Linked DNA regions of Mus musculus: region 1 is linked to region 2. The links are chromatin contacts, called in public HiChIP or PLAC-seq maps. All regions are on one chromosome and are shown on one strand. Each heading gives the region's core, a stretch centred on a gene start, on an enhancer-like site or on the middle of the called end of the contact. The rest is flanking DNA. Distances are from core to core; before and after follow the strand shown.

Region 1 (2,700 bases), core at 11-2,510, 210 kb before region 2:
AGTCAAAGGCCTTGAACCAGAGCAATGACTCATTGCAGTGAACATTTGCAAGCAAGGGGGTATACTGTGGGACACGCTGTGACACACTACAGCTTCCAGAACACAATTTCTTCCTTTTGCCGGAGGTTGCAAGAGTGGAGGGCAGATACAAAGAGACAGGAATGTGAATGGGATCATGGTGCTGGATGTGAACTTCACAAAGAATCAATCAAAAGTAAAAACAAACAAGCAAAAACAAACCAAAACAACAACAACAACAACAACAACAAAAACCACTGTGTTCAGAACAAGGAATTCTAATCTTTTTAACTTCTTCACCTTTTAAGATTTTTATGCAAATGTTGTAATCCCTTCCACCCGTTAAAGTCTGAGTTACAAACACCTTTCCTGCGTGAAAGGCCTGTTCCCGTGTGCTGTGGCTCAATATGGAGGGCAGGGACCAAGGGCTGCGAGGTTGTTCTGGGAGCCCACCAGAGACAACCACTCAGACATAGATTACAGCCAACTGAAAGTCAGGTATTTGGGACCTAAGTCCCTGAGCATTTAGAGCAAGGGCCTTTTGAAAACAAACACCATATCCTCGAATCCCGCACAGCAGCTTTGGGGGGAGGATGGCTTCTTCATACTCAGGTGGCTAAACACAAGCTAAGTTAGCCGGGGCATCTTGGTCTTGGGTCCTAGTATAGAAATTTTACAGGAGATTCTCCATCAAGGAGATCAAATTCTAGTTAAAATAAAGGCATAAAAGATGGAGGAAGCTCTGCACTGTCTTGCCCCGTCACTGGTTCTATGCGTGTGAGTTAAATTGTTGGCTCATCCCGTCTCTAGTAATGCATAGTTGGTCCTGAAGAACACTAGCCTAACTGCTGTTATTCTCTCTTTGACATAGTCGGCCACGCAGGGGAGGATCCAGGGTCCAACCGTAAGCCAGTAAGGTGGTCTGCCATAGGGACCCAGTTAACAGAGACCCAATTATCTGATCTATGTCTCTTTTCTTTCTTTTCATTGAGGTTTTCTCTGACCATGGCCAGATTTCCCTATTTACCATGGATTGGTTGGCATAGAACCAGCAAGTGTCTCCTAAGGCCATCCAAATCCCTCCTTGTTTCATACGCCCCTCGGTTCTGCAGGACTACCCCTGTGAGGGAACCAACTTGGCTCTCCAGCCCGGAAATAGAAGTCTCCAAACAGCCTGGGTCTAAGTCTACCTGGGAACTGAGTTCCCTAAAGTTTTGGTTCCCCAACAATCAAAGGCTGAGGTGCTCATGGCTGTTACACTAGCTAGTCCAGCCCCTATTAGGTAGGATCAGGACCAGGATTGGGGTCTGTTAGAACTTTGTTAACATTGAATCAAAGCCAACGTGAGCTCTCCCCCCTTCTCCACTGTAGACATATACTTGGGTATACAAAAAGTGGGGGCGTGACTATTTAATGAGTCAGAGGAGGAACATTTAGTCAAGCTGTTAGTACAAGCAAGCTAGGTAATCAGAGGACATCCTTGGAGAGATGATTCACCATTAGCAGGCCATGCATAAAATTGTAATCCCCGAAGGCCTTCTTCAAGCCAGCCTTCTCCACTACCTGACTGAGCTCCATTATTGTGAAATATAATGCAGTGAGGGGGTGCCTGGTGGGCTCATGCCAAGGCGTGCCCCTGAGAAATTACCCCATGAAACAGATTTGGTATAAAAAGAGGTTATTGCAGGAAGGGAGAGGAGTGAGGACCGAGAGAAGAGATAGAGGCTGACAGACAGACAGACAGGCAGGAACAGAGCCATGGGAATGGGGTGGGGGACATGGGGGGAGGAGGAGAGGGAGAGAGAGGGAGGGAGAGGGAGGGAGAGGGAGGGAGAGGGAGGGAGAGGGAGAGAGAGGGAGTGGGAGTGGTAGGCAATCCTTTTAAACACAGTCTGCACCTGGCAGCAGCAGGTGATGATGACAAGCCACTGCTAGGTCCCTGAGACGGGCTACAGAATTGCCTGTATGCTAACACCCACCCCTCCCCCCAAACCATATTGTTCCCTGCTTGGAAGAGACATAAGAGAGAGAGAGAAAGATCAACACAAGAGAGTCTTGACTCTTTTCCTGTTTTCCGAGTTTCCATGTTAGGTTTGAGTTTGATGAGGATTTTGTATCCCAGGTTAATAAACTCTGGTCAGTCTTGTCTTTAAGGGGTTCAAGTGACAGTCCCTCTGTCCTCACTGACCTTTTCCAAGGGATGATATCAGCTACCTTGACAGCAGTTGGGGTGGCAAGGATGATTGAGCATGGTCCCTTCCAGACAGGTTCCAGGATCAGGGGAGGGACGTTGTTTATCCAAACCAAGTATCCTGGCTGGAACTGGTGGGCAGGTTTGGAGGTGGGAGATAACAGAGTTCCCTTCCGAGTGTGGTCAAAGGCATGGCGAGCTTCCGGCAAAGCCTACGAGGGCTTGAGACGGGAGTATCTAGACAATTCTGCTTGAGGAATTTCTTGGAGTTTGGAAAGAATGGGAGGCTGTCTCTGAGACATCGTCAAAAGGAGCCGGTCGCTTCCACTAAGGAGTATGTTAGGCTATGAGCAAGGGGAGGAGCCTGGCCCACTTTTTTCACCAGTTTCTAGGACCAATTTGGTCAGAGTCTCCTTGAGAGTTCTCTTTGTCCTTTTTCCCTGACTCGGGCTCTGCCCCTCTATGCACAACTAATATATATGCAATTCTTT
Region 2 (2,700 bases), core at 108-2,607:
CACAACAGTGTAACCTTGGAGTAAATGTGTCACCATGTGCATGGGCTTTAAAGACCCTCTTCCTAGCTGCCTGGAAGCCAGTTTCTGTTTGACTTCAGAACAGGAGGTGGAACTCTCAGCTCCTCCTGCACCGTGCCTGCCTGGATGCTGCCCTGCTCCCACCTTAATGATACTGAACTGAACCTCTAAACCTGTAAGCCAACCCCAATGAAATGTTGCCCTTATAAGAGTTGCCTAGGTCATAGTGTCTGTTCGCCACAGTAAAAACCCTACACACACACATATAGACACACGTGCTCGAATGCATGTATGCACATGTGCATGAAAAAGAGGGGGAGAAGACGGGGAGAGGAAGGAAAAGAGGGAGGGAGGGAGAGAGGAAGGGAGAGAGAGAGAGAGAGAGAGAGAGAGAGAGAGAGAGAGAGAGAGAGAGAAATTTTAGTGTTTTGTGTCACAGTTATCAGCTTCTCATTCCCAGTATTACTGCCTTGATTGTCTCCTGACAGGGTAGCTACTAAACCTTGTCTTCCAAATGAAACTGCACTCTTCCCAGTCTGATGCATGCTCCAGGGAGTAGCATAAAGACTGGCTAGCGTGTTTCAGCCCACTCAGGCTGAACCAGCATCTGCCCAAAGAAATTAGAGAGACAGAACGCTGCCTCTCTTTTCTCTTCTTATTAGTTCCAGGCAGTTAGGGCAACGGAGCTGGGACTAGGTGAGCACATACCACCAGGCCTGTAACTTTTGCAGAAACAGTTTAGGGAAGTCAGCACATGAACAGATAGGTGGAGCCCTTAACAGATAAAACCAGGTATTCCTGGGGAGAACGAAAATCAGATTTCCAGAGTTACTGTACTAAAACAGTCGAAAGTATCTAACTCTCAACATGAAAGAAAGCAATACAAGCCATTTCAAGGAAGTCCAGACATTGAGTTTACTAGAGCACACTTTAATTCTTCTTGATGCTCAATGAGGTCATGGAGAAGGCACTCAGAAGAATGGTGGATGAATAAGTATGGACCATTATTCAAGTAAGTGAAAGCTTTAAAAACTGGATAGGAAACCTGGAGCTCGGAAGTACAATAGCTGAGACGAACAAGTCAGTAGAGCGCTCCGGCCACATGGATAAGAGCAGGCTAAGAGAGTGGAGCCCACAGGACCAATGAAATTATTCAATACTACATGGGGGCGGGGCATGCTAGTGTCTGTCACCCCATATAGGACATCAACAGCAGACCAAAGAGACGAGTCCACCTGAGTCTACCCTAGTGAGTCACTGGGTTTACTGAGGCGGATTCTGCAGGACTATGGGGGAGGAGTTATTTACAGGATCGTGAATGACTCAAAGACAGCTCACCACTGGAGGGTCCACCTCAGCACAGCAATGACTCATGAAATCTGCATCCCTGGAGCTGCCCGGGGATGGTCAGAGAGTGTCTTCTTTCCAGCCACTGCTGCTGTTTTTTATAACCTAGGGGCAGGACTTTGAGAGCCCTGTGACTTCAAGAGCTTCTGCTAAGATTTGGTTACTTCCTGAGCTTTGTAGCTTTGCTCTCTTCCTCCTCCCTCCAAGAGGGAGATTCTCAGTTTGGAGAATCTCAGGTGTGACCATGCTAAGGTATGCTATGGTCAAACTGAGAAAAACCAAAGCACAGTGAAAATGTTGACAGCAGAAAGAGACGACTTGACATGTGTTCTGTATAGTCAATAATCAAGAGTCAGCTTCTTTTTTTTTTTTCCACAGAATACATTTTTTAATGAAAAACAGGGTACTTCAGGGTAGTATTTATCTCACTCAGATAGCATAATGGTTACTGAATTGGGAAGGGCAGCTGAACTTACATAGATTTTTTTTTTCCATTTTTATTAGGTATTTAGATCATTTACATTTCCAATGCTATACCAAAAGTCCCCCATACCCACCCACCCCCACTCCCCTACCCACCCACTCTCTCTCTTTGGCCCTGGCGTTCCCCTGTACTGGGGCATATAAAGTTTGCGTGTCCAATGGGCCTCTCTTTCCAGTGATGGCCGACTAGGCCATCTGTAGCCATAGGTGGGGGTTGGGATGGTGCAGGTGGTGGTGGTGGTGGTGGTGAGATTTTTATGCTGCTTGAACAGATGTAAACACCCACCCAAACAGTTGAGCATAGTGGTACACACCTTTAATTCCAGCACTTACAAGGCAAGAGGCAGGTTCATCTCCGGAAGTTCCAGACCAGTCTTGTCTCTGTAGAGCTAGAACCAGGTGAGCCCAGGCTACATAGTCAGACTTTGTCTCCAACAAAAACAAACCCTAAAAACAACAACAACAACAAAATAATCCAAACAAAACCAAACTTGTCATTTTGTATCTGGCAAAAGCTACCTTTCAAAAATGAAGGAAAATTTGAAGTATTCTTTTTAGATAAAGAACATGTGACTGTCATCAGTAACTCTGCCCTACTAAAAAATATGCTAAAAGAAGTATCTTGGGCTGAAATGTAAGGACATTAGATGGTAACTCAAAGCTGTATAAAAGGAAAAGATCTTCAGTGAAAGTAACTACACAGGTAACGTTAGAAGACAGTAGGACTGCATTTTGGGGTTTGACCTCCTCTTTCGATTCCTATGTGCTTTAAAAGACAAATGAATAAGACAACAGTGATCAATGTCGAAGAGGCCACAATGCATTAAGATGTAAAGTGACAATAATAACCTA

Evidence for each region. HiChIP or PLAC-seq counts read pairs in DNA pulled down with a chosen protein or histone mark.
Region 1: a FOXA1 HiChIP or PLAC-seq map of pancreatic cancer cells shows a contact between it and region 2. The contact joins two enhancer-like sites. A contact is called at or near these places in 1 of 484 Hi-C or Micro-C datasets (embryonic stem cells), 3 of 115 datasets of contacts at active chromatin or transcription factors (CD8 T cells, embryonic stem cells and pancreatic cancer cells) and 1 of 9 other capture datasets (embryonic stem cells).

The regions. Positions count from the first base shown.
Region 1 is chr1:36,115,526-36,118,225 of GRCm38.p6, reverse strand. No RefSeq gene overlaps it. Among named protein-coding and RNA genes, the nearest start is that of Gm33280, 15 kb to the left of the region's middle. Within about 2 kb of position 1,260, at least 43 of the 459 cell types and tissues checked have an H3K27ac peak or open chromatin away from gene starts, as enhancers often do. A contact at or near this core is called in pancreatic cancer cells, where this site is marked.
Region 2 is chr1:35,902,843-35,905,542 of GRCm38.p6, reverse strand. No RefSeq gene overlaps it. Among named protein-coding and RNA genes, the nearest start is that of 1110002O04Rik, 34 kb to the right of the region's middle. Within about 2 kb of position 1,357, at least 32 of the 459 cell types and tissues checked have an H3K27ac peak or open chromatin away from gene starts, as enhancers often do. A contact at or near this core is called in pancreatic cancer cells, where this site is marked.